Linked DNA regions of Mus musculus: region 2 is linked to region 1. Evidence: chromatin contacts called from public promoter capture Hi-C data. All regions are on one chromosome and are shown on one strand. Each heading gives the region's core, a stretch centred on a gene start, on an enhancer-like site or on the middle of the called end of the contact. The rest is flanking DNA. Distances are from core to core; before and after follow the strand shown. Region 1 has its middle 25 kb from the start of Akr1b3. Region 2 overlaps Cald1 (caldesmon 1).

Region 1 (3,870 bases), core at 1,122-3,621:
TATTAGCTGGATTTGCCACTGTGCTTGGATTCTAGGAGACCATCTATAGCAACAGCTGCGGACTTGCGGTGAAGTTTTATTCTGGTCCTTACAGGTCACTTTTGCTGTCCTGGTATTTTGCATGTATTTCTTCGGTTTGGGAAAGCTGAGTGGGATGGCCAGAGGTCCCTGTTTAGTCCTGCTATCCCAGTGTAGTTAATGTTGGTGCCTTCGTTTCATAGTTAAAAATATGCTCGATGCAAAGATAAGCCATATGGCCAGTCTATTTGGAGAGCAGCAATCCTCCAACCTGTGGTTACTCTCGTGGGAGCTTTGTCAGAGACCCAAAGCTTCAGAGGACGGTGGCTTTGTTATTGTCTCTGTGTGTGAGCTATGAGGGCTGTGACGACTTTCTTTTAATAATCCAAGGAGTCCTTCTAGGAATATTTCATGTATGTACAATTAGAAGAATACAGTTACATCATCTTGAAAGTCTGCTATCAAAATATTGAGAAAATGCAGAGTGTGGTAATAAATATGTTTTTATTAATGATCAAATAACAGATCTGGTGACAATCTTTAAAACTATGGTAATTTCAAAATGGTGATGAGCCTCTGTAGCACTTGATGAAATTTGTAACAGCAGCACACATGGTAACAACTAGGATCCCCTCTCCCTCCCTCCTTCCCTCCCTCCCTCCTTCCCTCCCTCCCTCCTTCCTTCCCTCCCTCCCTCCCTCCCTTAATGCATTTATTATCAAGGATATTGTAGCTAAATGGTGTTGTAAAAGAGAATCATTTTATAATGATTTGTGTTAGTTACTTCTCTGTTGCTGTGATAAAGCCCCATGACCCAACGCAATCCATGGAAGGAATTTATTTCAACTGTAGAAGGATACAAATCCATCATGGTGGGAAGGCACGGTAGCAAGGGGCCGTCGTGACACCAAGACAAGGCAGCTAAGAGCCTCCATCTTGAACCACAAGTTATGCAGAGAGAGTAAACTGAAGTAGGGCAAGTCTATGAACTCTCAAGGCCCGCCTCAGTGGTATCTCTCCTTCAGCAGGGCTACATCGCCTAAACAGCCCCAAACAGCACCACCAACTGGGGACCAAGTATTCTAAACATGTACGTTTAAGACTGTGAACACGACAGTGTAGGGGGGTCCTTGGGTAAGCAAGAGTGAAGAATGCCGTTGAAGAGCGAGTATTAGTTTGGTATTTCAAATGTGCCCATCAACAGGGAGAGAGTACAGATAAACATGTTTTTGTAAGCCTCAGTTTTCTTCTTTGGAGATGGGTGAACCCAGATCACTGCTGAGATTTTAGTAACGTAAGGAAATCAGTGGATCTGATCCAAACTCTAAAGGGTCCCCCTAACCCAGTAGTGGGGATTTGGGTCCTAGGAATATTGACTAAATGCCTTAGAGAGCTCAGAGGCTTGTAGGGTGGGGTGGAGACAGAATAGAAGCTCTAGTAAAAGAGCAGAAACCCAGAAAAGAAGGGAGACCTCAGGAATAGGCCAATGAGCCAGGTGAAGAGGAGGCGGAGGCCATCCGAGTCCCAGGCTGGCAAGAGAAAAAGGAAACAGCAGACACTGCAGAGAGGGGTGAGCAGCTCAGGAGAGGCAGGCGGCAAGCAGAAGAGTTAGTAACAACACAGGCACCAAGAGAGGGAATGCCTGTGTGGTTTGAGGTTTTTATTTTACAAGATATTTCTGGAAAGCCCCAGAGAGGAAAGGTAATATAAGAGGGTTATTACCAGCTGTGGTTTCCATTAGTGAAAAGGTCATGTGATCACTTCTCTTCCTATTTTACATCCACCGTCAAATCTCATTCCCCTCCAGTCAGTATGGACAAATCTGTTGAATTCTATCTGGTTTCAATATCGCTGCATAAGTGTGAGGCAGGCATAAAGGGAGCAAACGACACAAGGATGTAAAGGGAAAGGACCGGGGTGCTCATGAATTTGGTTTCTGGACACAAGAGAAGGGGGAGATGATATATGGGGTCATTAGCAGGTGGATTGTTGGGAATAGCAAGGCATGACTGGCCTGCCATGTCTGTCAACTGGGGCAAGCTGTGCGACACACACCCTGTAGGGATCATGTATTTACACAGTGGCTCGGAACACGGAGCTTGCTGTGTCTGCACCTCCTTCCCTCCTCCTCAAACTGCATGCATTCTGTATACGTTAAGAGTGGTTCTTGTTTGGTGGGAGCAACGCTACCTCCCTCACAAACTCTCGGTGAGGGTTGGAGGTGGTGTATACCAAGGGCTTAGTGTTGTACCCGCTCCTTCTGTTAGTGGCTTAGACAGTGGTACTGCCAGGAAGGGTCTCTCCACGTACAATCACTAAAACAGAAGTGTTGATCCAGCTTAGCCAGCAGAGGGAGGCACACACCGTGCTATAAGCTTAGGAGGCTAGGAGGTGGTAAGCATGGACGGAAACGGCCTTTGTCTCACACAGCCTGAGCAGGAGGAACAAGGCTCCCGTCTGCCTTTGCTTGGCTTTGGCTTGGCTTTGGCCTTGTAAAGGGTGCTCAGCCCAAGTGCTTGACTTAAACCCACTTAGACCACAGAGGCACTGTCAGGTGAGTTCTGATGAAACAGGCAGGCCAGGGAGCAGACAGGAACCAGAGAGAGGGCAATGTATGTACTCCACCCTATCCAAGAGGAATTTAGTCACGTACATGGACAGAGGAGAAGCTGGGTCAAGGAAGATTTCAGCAGCATAGAGTAGAGGCCAGGCCCTTTGTGCTGCCTAATTGCCTTCGTGTGAATGGGAATATCACCTCCCTGCAGTCTATAAAATATGCAATCCTTTCCTGTCCTCTGTCACCATCAGGCGGTTATCACCTCATGTTTCCCTGCAGGCAAGACTTTGCGAAGACTGCTCTCTACGGGCACACAGAGAAAGTAGCCTCTCTACTGTAAAGTGGAAAGGTAAGAAGTTATAGGCACAGACATCTTAGCCCATCTCTTCTACTTTCCTCCAGAGAAATCCAGGAAGTGAGATGCAATTGAATAGGACATAGGAACAATGTGCACGAAATAGGTACGTTCATTATCTTTCGTAGGACTCATTCCCCTCTTTCTAAAGGAAAATGCCACCAGCTTCCAGATGATGCCTGAGGAGTCCCTTCTAGATTGTCATGCGAGAGATGGAGTAATCTTTCCATGCTTTTCAGTGTGCGGAAGGAAGTTGGCCACATAACTAGGTCTCCATACTCAACACCCACTGATCATTACCCAAGTGCAGGAAGTAAGCAGAGAGTCCTGAGGCATCCAACTTTGTTTTTCGTGGAAGACTTTTTTTTTTTCCTTAAACACCTTTTAAGAGTCAGAACCTGAAGGTGGTGAGATGGCTCAGTGGGTAAAGGTACTCGCCTCCAAGCCTGATGACTTGAGTTCGATCCCCAGAGCCCACACAGTCAAAGAAGGGAACCAGAATTGACTTTCATAAGTTGTCTTCTGACCACCACATGCTCGCTGTGTCATGTGTGTGTACACACATGCAAACACACGCACACATAAAATAAATAGTAAAAAAACCAGAGCTGGCTCTTTAAGCTCTCACCTTTCCTACTCTCATCTCTAGCCCTCCTTCTCTCTCTCTCCCTCCCCATCTCTCTCCACGTGGCCATGGCCAGCCTCTGTCTTTCTACCTGCTCTCTTTCCCCCTGCCTTTCTACAATAAAGCTCTAAAACCACTAAGAGAGAGAGAGAGAAAGAGAGAGAGAGAGAGAAATATCCAGAGCTGGGCATGGTACACTTTTAATCTCAGCACTTTGGAGGCAGAGACAGGAGAGGCTCTGAATTCAAGGCTAGCCTGGTCTACAAAGCAAGTTCCCAGCTGTCAGGGCTACATAGAGAGACCCTGTCAAAAAAC
Region 2 (4,092 bases), core at 1,037-3,536, 430 kb after region 1:
AATATTAAGTTGAAAGTTCTGGACATAGTTTATTTATTTTAAATCATGTTTATTATAGTCTATCATTAGAGTTGCATTTTGTTATTGACTATGGTGCTTCATTCTTACTGTGCCTCATTTATTAATTAAGTTTCATCATAACTACATACATAGAGAGTCCCATACTATATGTAGTAGCAACCATCAATGGAATGCCTTAGGCTCCATCCCCACAGGTGAGAGGGAACAACTATATAAAGAATCGTTTTCTACACTTTGCTCCAAAGTATAGCTGTAGAGAATACAAGTCTTACAGTCTTACTTTGGAGTCATGGCTACTAATTCCTGGGTTAAAGGATACCACATATAGTCAGTATAGTGTTCTGAGAACTTAATAGCCAGTTCTAACTATCCTTTTAATTTTTGGATTGACTGGACAAGCAGTTAAAAGGTCTGGAACTAAACAAAATCTCTGGCCCCTTAAACATGGATCTCAAAGTAAACTTGCAAAGTAGATGAAATTAAGCTAAAAACCATTGAATGAAATTAAATGTGTAACTAATCATAAGACAGCCCATGATATGATGGAACTAGGCATCTTTGTGTTTCTTACAACATCCATTGAATTGCAAGCCAGTTTTGGCTAGGGCTCATTAAATGTTTCTAAAGGAGCAAAGTTGAATATGCTGCTCTCTCTGAATTAGTTTTGCTTTCCACTGACATCACAAAAAGCCAAAAGGACTGCCAGGCACACACACAAACATGAGAGAGACAGGCAGGTGGTGTGTACACAGTTACACACACACAATGAAAGAGGCAGGCAGGTGGTGTGTACACGGTTACACATAAACAATGAGAGAGACAGGCAGGTGGTGTGTACACAGTCACATACAAACAATGAGAGAGACAGGCAGGTGCTGTGTACACGGTTACACATAAACAATGAGAGAGACAGGCAAGTGGTGTGTACACATTCACACACACATAATGAGAGAGGCAGTCAGGTGGTGTGTACACATTCACATACAAACAATGAGAGAGACAGGCAGGTGGTATGTACACATTCACATACAAACAATGAGAGAGACAGGCAGGTGCTGTGTACACAGTCACATACAAACACACAGAAAGATAAATCTTTGATCTGGACCAGAGTCCACAGTCTGAATAGAAAACAAACAAACAAACAAACACACACACCAGGTGACTCAGTTTGCCTTAGCCTCCCATTATTGACCAGGTTCAAATCAGATATGTCTTCTGTCCACCACCAATTGTGGCTGTGGTTATTGTTGTTGCTTGCTTTGGTTTTAGACAAGGAAAACATACCTTTTCCAGTTCCTAGTTCCAGGAGGGATCTGAATAATGACTTCTGCCAAGAAAGAAGCATAAGGATACCAAGCATATCCATGATAAATCCACTGAAACATTTGCATTCTAGACCAGTGCGCAAAATGTACCAGCCCAAGCAAGCACTGGAAAGTTTGTGGCCAGTAATTGCTTTCAACAATTAGAGGGAAGGATTTGAGAGAAATGAGGTGTCGGGTTACCACACTTTCAATGTTTAGAGGGGGAGGGTTTGAGAGAAATGTGACAAGTTGGGGTCCCGCTCTTGTATTTGTTGCTGATGTCACCTCTGCCATCAAGCTGTGAAGCTGATGCTGTTGCTCCGTTCAGGTTTAATATGGTTCTGATCTGTCATCTCATAGTCACGGTCATTTCTTCCCTCAGTGAGATTCCCCCACACCCCGGAACACCTTCGGTGCCTCCCCAGGTGCCACCTGTCAGTGTTTCAATGCCTTTTGCTTCCCTTTCATGCTTTTGGGCATCCTTAGTCAATGAAAGTAGTGTATGGAAATCACATGGTGCCGGGGTGAGGTGGGGGTGAAACAGAACTTTAGCTCTAGAGGAACACTCCTGATGATGGATGTAGGGGGTGGGGTCTTAGATGCAAATAAAGCAGTCCGTGATGCAGGTCTGACACAACCTTGGTGACTTCACAGGAGGCACAGGCCGATTTTCAGGATGCCTGCTGCTTCTGAGCCTCTCTCGAGGGTGGAGGGTCGGTGCATCTGGAGCTGGCAAGAGGAAAGGGGGATGTTAATGTTGCTATAGAAGCAGGAAGGCAGGGGAAGAGAAAATGGAGTGGAAGGGCAAAGAATTAAAGCTTTTTCTGGTACTTTTCTGGCCATCCCTTCTGGCCCTGACACCTTACCCCTGACCCCTTTTCTAGCCATGTGTACCATCCCCAGAGGCAAGCACGGGGCTTAGAATGCGCAGCTCTCGGTGCCACGTGGCCCTCTAGTCTCGGTGGAGTCAGAAGGTTTACCTGTGGCAGGCCTTATCTAGTTTAAACTAACATTGCTAAAGAGCCCTGTGCTTTGAAGGTTTGTGCAGAAGCTGCAGGCAGAAGGGAAATTGCTGGAAATACAAGGAAGGTTGTGCTCAGGGAGCCAGTGCCCACCTCGCTGAGGGAGCACGGAGGAGGGCTTCCTCTGCCCCTCGCTTGCTTTTTTCAGCAGGCTGTGTGAGGAGCCAAAGGCTTTTCCTAGGTCTGTAATCTCTACTGAAACCCAATCCACGTAGCACACAGTCCACCCACTGTAGATATACAAGCCCAAGGTTCTTAGTACAGTCGCCGACCGCACAGCCATCGACCGCCATAGTCACTGACCAACATTTTCACCTTCAGCAAAAACTCACATGGTAAAAAAAAAAATTATGTGGAAAATAGACTTTCGTTTGTGATTTTGTTGTTGAAAAAATCTGTAAGTGTGATCTACCAAGACAATCATACCTTGTCTTCATACCTAGGCTTGAGGGGGAAATAAAACTCTTAAATCTCACAAGTAGAAGTTGAAGCAATTTATTTAAAATTCGTGTGGCTTTGGAAGGAGAAATGGTGGACAGACACACATTGGAAATTAGGGGGGATTTAGTATGTTAGCTCCATGCTTCAACATACCAAGCGTTTATCTCTCCCACTTGTACGTATCCATTTTCCATAAACTTAAACACAAGACTAAGGGACTGGAGAGAGGACTCAGCCCTTAAGAGCAGTTGTTCTTGCAGGGGACCTGGCTTCAATCCCCAACACCCCTCGATGGCTCACAAACATCCATGATTCTGGTTCCAGGGCATCTACCACCCTTTTCTGACTTCCTCAAGCACCAGACATACACATGGTGCTCACGTATAAATTCAAGCAAACACTCATACTCATATAATTTTAAAAATTAAAAAAAAAAAAAAAAACCCTAAGCTGCAACTGTCATTGAAAGTTGAATGGCAGAATCAACTGAAGCTCACGCTAGCCAGGCTTTCAAATAACTGATCACAGTGTGCTAAAACTAAGATTAAGATGTAATAGAAGTTCTATGAATACTGATAAATTAGACCTTTAATAAGTTTTTTCAGTATTATTCTCTTACACTTCTTTTTGTGTTTTATAATGTGTAAGCATTTCAATAGTACTATATATGATTAATTTGTAAATAACTGAATATATATAAATCAAGACAGATAACTGATGGCACCTGGCTTTTTGTTGTTTTCTTTCTTTCTTTCTTTCTTTCTTTCTTTCTTTCTTTCTTTCTTTCTTTCTTTCTTTCTTTCTTTGTTAGACAAAGTCTCACTATGTAGCCCAGGCTGGCCTAGAATTTGCTACATAGACCAGGCTCATAGATGTCTGTCTGCTTCTGCCTGAGTGCTGGGAAGAAAGTTGTCCACCACCACACCTGGCTCTGTTTAATTTTTGATAGGAGTATTAAGACCATTGTTACAAATCAATTACAAGCAAATAGCCATGCGTGATCAACACAGGATCACATGGTGTTTCCTTTCAAATCTGTGAGCTATGTAGCTTCTGCCCCTTTAACTCACCTCTGAAACTGGAGGCTCAGATGGATCATAGACAAGATGAGAATAGTTAGTTTCTAAGGAAATAACTTACGGAAAAGATGTGTGGACTGGATTTGACCAGCAGGCCATAGTTTGGCCGTCCCTGGCCTCTGTGATGATGGGAGGCCATTGGTTAATTGGCAGAACATCTTGAGGATGTCCCCAGGGTAGGAAGACACCCTGGGTGGGAACTGAACTAAAACCCTGGCCCAG

The links. Promoter capture Hi-C pulls out the DNA fragments that hold promoters and counts their contacts.
Region 2: a promoter capture Hi-C map of second pharyngeal arch cranial neural crest shows a contact between it and region 1. The contact joins two enhancer-like sites. A contact is called at or near these places in 2 of 39 promoter capture datasets (cranial neural crest and second pharyngeal arch cranial neural crest) and 3 of 115 datasets of contacts at active chromatin or transcription factors (embryonic stem cells and pancreatic cancer cells).

What each region holds. Positions count from the first base shown.
Region 1 is chr6:34,290,655-34,294,524 of GRCm38.p6, forward strand. No RefSeq gene overlaps it. Among named protein-coding and RNA genes, the nearest start is that of Akr1b3, 25 kb to the right of the region's middle. Within about 2 kb of position 2,372, at least 53 of the 459 cell types and tissues checked have an H3K27ac peak or open chromatin away from gene starts, as enhancers often do.
Region 2 is chr6:34,725,210-34,729,301 of GRCm38.p6, forward strand. All of the region lies in intron 3 of Cald1 (caldesmon 1), which reads left to right. It overlaps Gm38787 (a long non-coding RNA gene), which reads right to left. Exons shown (of 3, transcript XR_868972.2): 1 at 1,309-4,092. Among named protein-coding and RNA genes, the nearest start is that of Gm38787, 5.5 kb to the right of the region's middle. Within about 2 kb of position 2,287, at least 11 of the 459 cell types and tissues checked have an H3K27ac peak or open chromatin away from gene starts, as enhancers often do.